Regions from separate parts of the Pan troglodytes genome. Here region 1 is linked to region 2. A link is a contact called in public HiChIP or PLAC-seq data. All regions are on one chromosome and are shown on one strand. Each heading gives the region's core, a stretch centred on a gene start, on an enhancer-like site or on the middle of the called end of the contact. The rest is flanking DNA. Distances are from core to core; before and after follow the strand shown. Region 1 holds the start of P3H4 (prolyl 3-hydroxylase family member 4 (inactive)). Region 2 holds the start of KLHL11 (kelch like family member 11).

Region 1 (3,574 bases), core at 92-2,591, 54 kb before region 2:
GGACTCGTCGGCGACGTCCAGCATCCCCCGATAGTAGTTGAGATACTTGGCGGTCAGCTCGTGCTTCGGGTTCCTCTGGAGGAAGGTGTAGGCCGCCGCCACCGCCTTCTCCAGCCGGTTAGCCTGGTCGGGGGGTAGGGGGTGGGGGAGCGGGTCAGCAAGACCGGAGCTCGCGGCCCCGAGCGCACGGCGGGCTTCGTGCCTCGGGTGAAGGTAACGCTCCTTCGACCGATCTGTGGGGAGCCACGACGCCCAGCCCGAGACAGGTCCCCGGGTGGGGGCAGGCTCCCACCTTGAACAGCGCGTAGTGCAGGTACTGGTAGGGCAGGCGGCTCTGGAAGTCACGCAGCAGCTGCCGCGGCGGGTAGGGCACCTGGAAGGCGGGCAGCGTCCGCTTGCAGCGCCGCAGGCAGGCGGCTCGCTCCAGGACGCGGCCGAAGAGCCGCAGCTCGCAGGCCCACTCGTCTGCGCGGCCGCCGTCGGGGTCGGGCTTGGGCGCGGGCGCGGGGCCGCTGCAGTTGGCGTGGCAGAAGGCCTCGCTGTCGCGCAGGAGCCGGTGCAGCCGCAGCGCCGCCTCCAGGTAGCGCGCGCTCTCGCGCCAGCTCTCTCCCTCGTACTGCTCCAGAGCGTGCCCGTAGGCCGCGGCCAGCGGCATCAGGTCCTCGGGCGGGAAGCCCCGGAAGCTGTACTTCTCGTACTGCGCCCCGGCGCTGCCCAGCAGCAACCACAGCAGCCCCCACGCCACCCGAGCCATGCCCGCCGCGCCGCCGGCTCCCCGGAGCTGAGCTGGCGGCCCCGCGGACGGAAGGGGACAGGGCCGGGCCCCGGGCGGGCGGCGCGCCCGCTGGGTCTTAGCGCCGGGCACGAGGCGGCAAGGTGGGGCGGGGCCTGGGTCACGACGTCTCCCCTCTTTTCCCAGAGGGTCCGATAGTGTCGTTAAGTCCTCTCCGTCGGCCCGGGCTCCTGCCTTGGGGGTGTCCCCTAGGTAGAGAATGAGTCGGGGAGCGCTTCCCGCCAGAGATGGGAAGCCCAGGAAGCCCCTCCCCATGCAAACAGTGCCCCCGCCTGAGATCAGGACACTGAGTGAGGGCCGCCTCCTCTGCGCTGCCCATACGAGAGGGAAGCCCTGGAGCCAGGCCTTCCGTCGCTGCGCCCTCCTGCACCCTCCCAGTGTCTCCCCCGCCCACGTCGGAGGCACACACCTGCTGTCACCTGCACACCTTGCGCTGCCACCACCCGCCGCTCCATCTCCGTGCCCGTCACATCCCAAGTCACAAAGTCCTTCTTGCAGTCCAGCTTTTGCGGGACCAAGCTGCTCTTCCCTGGAGATGCCTTCCCTTGGAGTACAGCTGGGGTCACGGATGAGCACGGAGATGCCTCTCACACTCCGCGGCTTCACCACCCACCTGGAGGGGACTAGAATTCTAAGTGCCCGCGAACGAAGCAAGGTTCATCTCCGCCCGGCTTTAGGACCCGGGGGCTCCGGAAAAAGACATTGAACTTTTTTTTTTTTCCTTTGGTGTCCACTCAGAGTTCTCATCTTTCCCGAGCCTCTCTCCCTGGCCAGGCCCCAGGTCTCGCAGCCAGGGATGGAGATGGGGGGAGGGGGAACCTGGAGTTCTTTGTAGTGCCTCCCTCAGACTCTAACACACTCAGCCTGGCCCCCTCCTCCTATTGCAACCCCCTCCCCCGCTCCTCCCGGCCAGGCCAGCTCAGTCTTCCCAGCCCCCATTCCACGTGGACCAGCCAGGGCGGGGGTAGGGAAAGAGGACAGGAAGGGGGGGAGCCAGTTCTGGGAGGCGGGGGGAAGGAGGTTGGTGGCGACTCCCTCGCTCGCCCTCACTGCCGGCGGTCCCAACTCCAGGCACCATGTTCCCCGCGGGCCCCCCCAGCCACAGCCTCCTCCGGCTCCCCCTGCTGCAGTTGCTGCTACTGGTGGTGCAGGCCGTGGGGAGGGGGCTGGGCCGCGCCAGCCCGGCCGGGGGCCCCCTGGAAGATGTGGTCATCGAGAGGTACCACATCCCCAGGGCCTGTCCCCGGGAAGTGCAGATGGGGGATTTTGTGCGCTACCACTACAACGGCACTTTTGAAGATGGCAAGAAGTTTGATTCAAGGTAACCCCGGTTGGGCGCCCCCGGATTCACCACTCCGTCCCCTGAACCCGGGGTCCTGTTTCCTTGTTGCCTCTTTTAAGCTCTGCATCCCAATACTCTAACCTTAGACAGCACCCCTGGGGCCTCCCAGACACCCATCTCCCCAAAGATACCCTCCTGCCCCCACTTCCAAACCCTCACTTCTCAAAGGATCCCATTTCTTTCTCACAAGCTCTCCACATCCCGGAAAGGACTCGATAATCAAGGTGAACTGCCTTGTGTAGTTACCAGGGCTGTATTTAATGACCTGATGGAGAGGGGTGTTCTGATCTACAGTGTTGGGGGGAAGGGAGTGGTCCCTGCTGCTTAAGAATCCTGGGATGGTCTATCAGCCTGGACGCCGTACCTTTCCACCCACCCTGACTCCCCTTCTGGTTCCACTGTTTTCAGTGCCTTTGTGGTCAGAGAAGAGGGAATAGAACTTTTTTTTGGAGGGGGTGGGAGTTTTCAGCGGCTGGTGGGCAGGGAAAAAGGCTGGTGGGTATTATAAGAAGACAGCCGGCTGGACCTGGGGGTAGCGCATGGCTCCCTGCGGAGGCCCTGTCTGTCTACGTGTCACACAGTCGGACATGCCACCCTGGGCTCCTTGGAGGAATTTCATTCCTCCCTCTCTGGTTCTCCTGGAACCTTCATCTCTCTCCATTTTAGGTACACCAGGCCAGAGGCACAGGCCGCCCATTTTTGCCAGCCTTGGGGTTTGTAAGGTGGCCTCCTGGTCTGATCCAGGCCTTTGGTCTGCCCCAGCAAGTCCACTTTTGTTAGCGGGCACAGGGCAGGGCTGTATGCCAGCCTCAGGGGTAAACCTAGGGTCCCAGTTACACACAGACCCCACAGCACACTGAAAGAAGTCAGTGTTTCTTAGACCCTCCTCTGAAACACACAACTCAGCCCACAGGAAATTAGTGGCCATGACTTCAGAGGCAGGCATATATTGGGGTAAGCCTACAAACTCCAAGAGTCCCAAGACCCTGGTTCAAATCCAGGCTATGACCATGGACAGAGAATTTTGTCTCTTTAGGCATCACTTTCCTTATCTGAAAAGTGGAGACAAAAACAGGACCTACTTGCTAAGGCTGATGTTAGGACTCCAAGGACATGGATGAATGAACGTAGGCTTCTCACAGGGCCTGGCAGTCCTCCAGCCAGTTCAGCACACATTAACATTGACCCTGAGGAAAACCGTATGACCTGATGCTGTGGAACTTGTAGAAACTTAATGCAGAGCTTAAGCCTTCATAACAACACTGAGAAGGAAACAGTCCAGACTTAAAACCTGTCTGCTTGGTGGGCAAATTCAGATATAGGGTAGTAGCCAGAAGTGCAGCCCTGAGCCCTTGACTGCTAGGAGTGAGGCAGGGGTTGGGATTTAGGGTTGTCGTCCCTGATGGGGACTCTGGGAGCCCAGCTCATGAGTGTTGAGC
Region 2 (3,441 bases), core at 616-3,115:
CCGCGCCCGCCGCCCTCCGCGCTCCCGCCTCCCTCGCCTACCTGTCGGCCAACTCCAGCACCTCGTGCACGCTGCCCGTGCTGACGCGGATGCGCCCGGTGTACATGTACTCGATTACGGCTTCCACTGTGTCGGGTTCGGGCCCCGGCTCGGAGCTCCACTTGCGCATCTCCACCCGTCCCGAGCGGGACTCGGAAAACTGGCCCGAGAGCAGGGGCGTGAAGTACTCGGTGGCGGCAGCCAGTACCGAGCGGTGGGCCCGGAACTCGCGGCCTCCAGCCCCGCCGAAGCACAGGGTAATGTCGCAGAAGAGGCCCTGGCGCCGCTGCTCGTTCTGCCGCCAGGACAGCTCTGAGCAGTGAGAGCTGCACTCGAAATCCTCGGCTTCTGGGCCCGGATCGCCCCCGCTCGCCTCCATTGCAGAGATCCCCGGCCCAGGCCCGAAGTCCACCGTGCCGCTGCCTCGGACCTCGGCGGCCAGTCCTGCCGAGCCGGCGGCGGCCGTCTCCATGCTCTCCATCTCCAGTACCTGAAGAGATGCAGCCGCGGCCGCCGCCGCCGCCGCCGCCACTGCCGCAGCCGCCATCTTGACGCCGCTGCGCCCGGCCTCCACAGCCTCGGAACGATGCGGCCGTTGGTGCGACACAGAGGGATTCTGGGATTAAATAGTGCGCGCGGGGCGGGGCCAGGTCGCCCGCCGGCCGCACATGCGCCGCCTCGCCTCCAGCAGCTCTGCCTGCCTTGGTGAGGTCCGTCAGTAACAGTCGCCCAGTCCAGAAGACTTCGCCCCAGGGCGTCGGTGCGAGGATGGCTCGCTTCCTTTCCTTAGTGGGTAGCATGCTCTCTGCAGTCATTTTGTCGAGTAAAGCCACCTTAGACCATTACCTGTTGTTAAAGCCTTGAGTGGCAATACAGGATTTTTATAAGATCTAGCCCCAGCTAAGTGGATGAGGGATGAATGAGTTACTCGTTATCCGTTTTTTTTTGTTTGTTTTTGTTTTTGTTTTGGGTTTTTTGTTGTTGTTTTTTTTTTGAGACGGAGTCTCGCTCTGTTGCCCAGGCTGGAGCGCAGTGGCGCGCTCTTCGCTTATTGCAACCTCCGCCACCCGGGTTCAAGCGATTCTTGTGCCTCAGCCTCCCGAGTAGCTGGGACTACAGGCGCCCGCCACCACTCCAGGCTAATTTTTTTTTTTTTGAGACGGAGTCTCGCTCTGTCGCCCAGGCTGGAGTGCAGTGGCCCGGTCTCGGCTCACTGCAACCCCCGCCTCCCGGGTTCACGCCATTCTCCTGCCTCAGCCTCCAGAGTAGCTGAGACTACAGGCGCCCGCCACCATGCCTGGCTAAGTTTTTGTATTTTTAATAGAGACGGGGTTTCACCGTGTTAGCCAGGATGGTCTCCATCTGCTGACCTCGTGATCCACCCGCCTCGGCCTCCCAAAGTGCTGGGATTACAGGCATGAGCCACCACGCCTGACCGTAGATGAGCATTTTTAAAACCATATATACTGAAACTATTAGTACAGTTCAGGCCAGGCCAGGCACAGTGGCTCACGCCTGTAACAGCACTTTGGGACGCCAAGGAGGATGGATTGCTTGAGTCCATGAGTTCCAGACCAGCCTGGGAAATACAGCAAAACCTTATCTCCACAAAAAATACAAAAGTTAGCCTGGAGTGGTGGTATGCTCCTGTAGTCCCAGCTACTTGGGAGGCTGGAGTGGGAGGACTGCTTGAGCCCAGGAGATGGAGGCTGCAGTGAGCTGTGATGGTGCCACTGTACTCCAGCCCTGGGGCGGCAGAGTGATACCCTGTCTGGAAAAAAGTACAGTTACAAAGGAATACAGATCAAAGGATATGGATGCCAGGAGCCAGCAGTATGCCTTCATTGTTACTATATAGTTTATTTAAACCAGACTATGATAATACAGAGAAGAGACTGAGGTGGCAGCTGCCCAGAATCTTTGTGGATTACAGATGCAAAGTAGTTAGGAGTCCTTGGACCCACACTTCAGTTACAGACAGACAAATCAGCTGCATAAATACAGAGAACATAACACACAAGACATTTCACAGCTTTCTGCATTTCCATTTTAAATGTATGTATGTTACAACTTTACATATTAAGTTACTACTCCACATATTTTGTGACAATGGCTAAGGATGCAATGGCCCCATCCCCCTGACATAAACAGACTCTGGTCTGCAACACAGAACATTTCAGTGGGATACCAAACAAGCCCTTAACACATAACATACAAAAAGATCTTTAAAAATCAGATTAATACAATGTTCTTCATGTTATATAAGGAAGAAGAAAGGGAAGTAAAAAAAAAAAAGAGACATTGGGGTGCTTTAAATGTATAGTATCTTGAGGCCATAAATGTTTCATTCCCTTCCTCCAAAGGAGAAAAAAATGTTTAACTAATGGAAAAAGAAAGCAACATCCTAACGCCCTACAATGAGGAAGACCCCATCCTGACAGTACTTAGATGCTTCCATATAATAAATACAGCAGGTAGCAGAGCAAAGTCACAAATATTGGCTTGGTTTTTATTTCTATGCTTATAAAAAAAAATATGAAGCTTCTTTGTGTGGACTGAAGGGGTGTTAGCCTGTGGATGTTGGTCTTCGGTGCCTGTACCCCAGTGGCTGTTTACATTCCAGGCCCCTGCTAAATAAAGCAGGCTCCACTGCCAGCTGTCTGTACACTTTTTCCTGGGGGAGGAGTTCTTGTCTTCAGTTTACTGCAGTAGGGTTCCTGGCTCTGTTACATGCTCATGTGTTCCGGAAGAACATATGAAATATCATCCCACGGATGACGATACAGCCCCTGCTTCAGCCTCTTCTGATCAAGATAGTGTCCTAAAATGAAGCAAACACATCTTTTTTATTAGAGCTTCATAAGCCTGGTGAGAGGAAGAGGCTAAGGAAGGGAAATCTTTCTAACACACAAAAAAAGTAGACACAAAGCAGTGGGAAGTTTAGTCCAAATCCACTGTATAGGTAGATGAGGCGGACTTTGTACAAGGGAGCTGTTGGATCTGATTCTATTTTCCTTTAAATTAAAACAAAATTTTAAAGGGAAAAAATAAAATAAATAATAAAAATAGGCCGGGCACGGTGGCTCACGCCTGTAATCCCAGCACTTTGGGAGGCCGAGGTGGGCAGATCACGAGGTTGGGAGATCGAGACCATCCTGGCTAACATGGTGAAACCCCGTCTCTACTAAAAATACAAAAAATTAGCCAGGCGTGGTGGCATGCGCCTGTAGTCCCAGCTGCTTGGGAGGCTGAGGCAGGAGAATCGCTTGAACCCGGGAGGCGGAGGTTGCAGTGAGCTGAGACCGCGCCACTGCACTCCAGCCCGGTGACAGAGCAAGACTCAGTCTCAAAAAAAAAAAAAAAAAAAATTTCCTGGGCTAGCAATCATTTCTAAGAACAAAG

Evidence for each region. HiChIP or PLAC-seq counts read pairs in DNA pulled down with a chosen protein or histone mark.
Region 1: an H3K4me3 HiChIP or PLAC-seq map of stem cell-derived excitatory neurons shows a contact between it and region 2, with 2.3 times the contacts expected there. The contact joins the promoter of P3H4 here to the promoter of KLHL11 in region 2. A contact is called at or near these places in 1 of 7 Hi-C or Micro-C datasets (stem cell-derived neural progenitor cells) and 1 of 1 datasets of contacts at active chromatin or transcription factors (stem cell-derived excitatory neurons).

The regions. Positions count from the first base shown.
Region 1 is chr19:26,327,206-26,330,779 of NHGRI_mPanTro3-v2.0_pri, reverse strand. It overlaps P3H4 (prolyl 3-hydroxylase family member 4 (inactive)), which reads right to left and starts at 1,341. Exons shown (of 9, transcript XM_016931817.4): 1 at 1,203-1,341; 2 at 293-981; 3 at 1-123. The coding sequence starts at 1,248. FKBP10 (FKBP prolyl isomerase 10) reads left to right here and starts at 1,292. Exons shown (of 10, transcript XM_001144283.8): 1 at 1,292-2,114. The coding sequence starts at 1,870.
Region 2 is chr19:26,273,725-26,277,165 of NHGRI_mPanTro3-v2.0_pri, reverse strand. KLHL11 (kelch like family member 11) reads right to left here and starts at 1,865. Exons shown (of 2, transcript XM_016931798.4): 1 at 42-1,865. The coding sequence starts at 586. ACLY (ATP citrate lyase) reads right to left here. Exons shown (of 28, transcript XM_063798578.1): 28 at 1,876-2,860. The coding sequence ends at 2,766.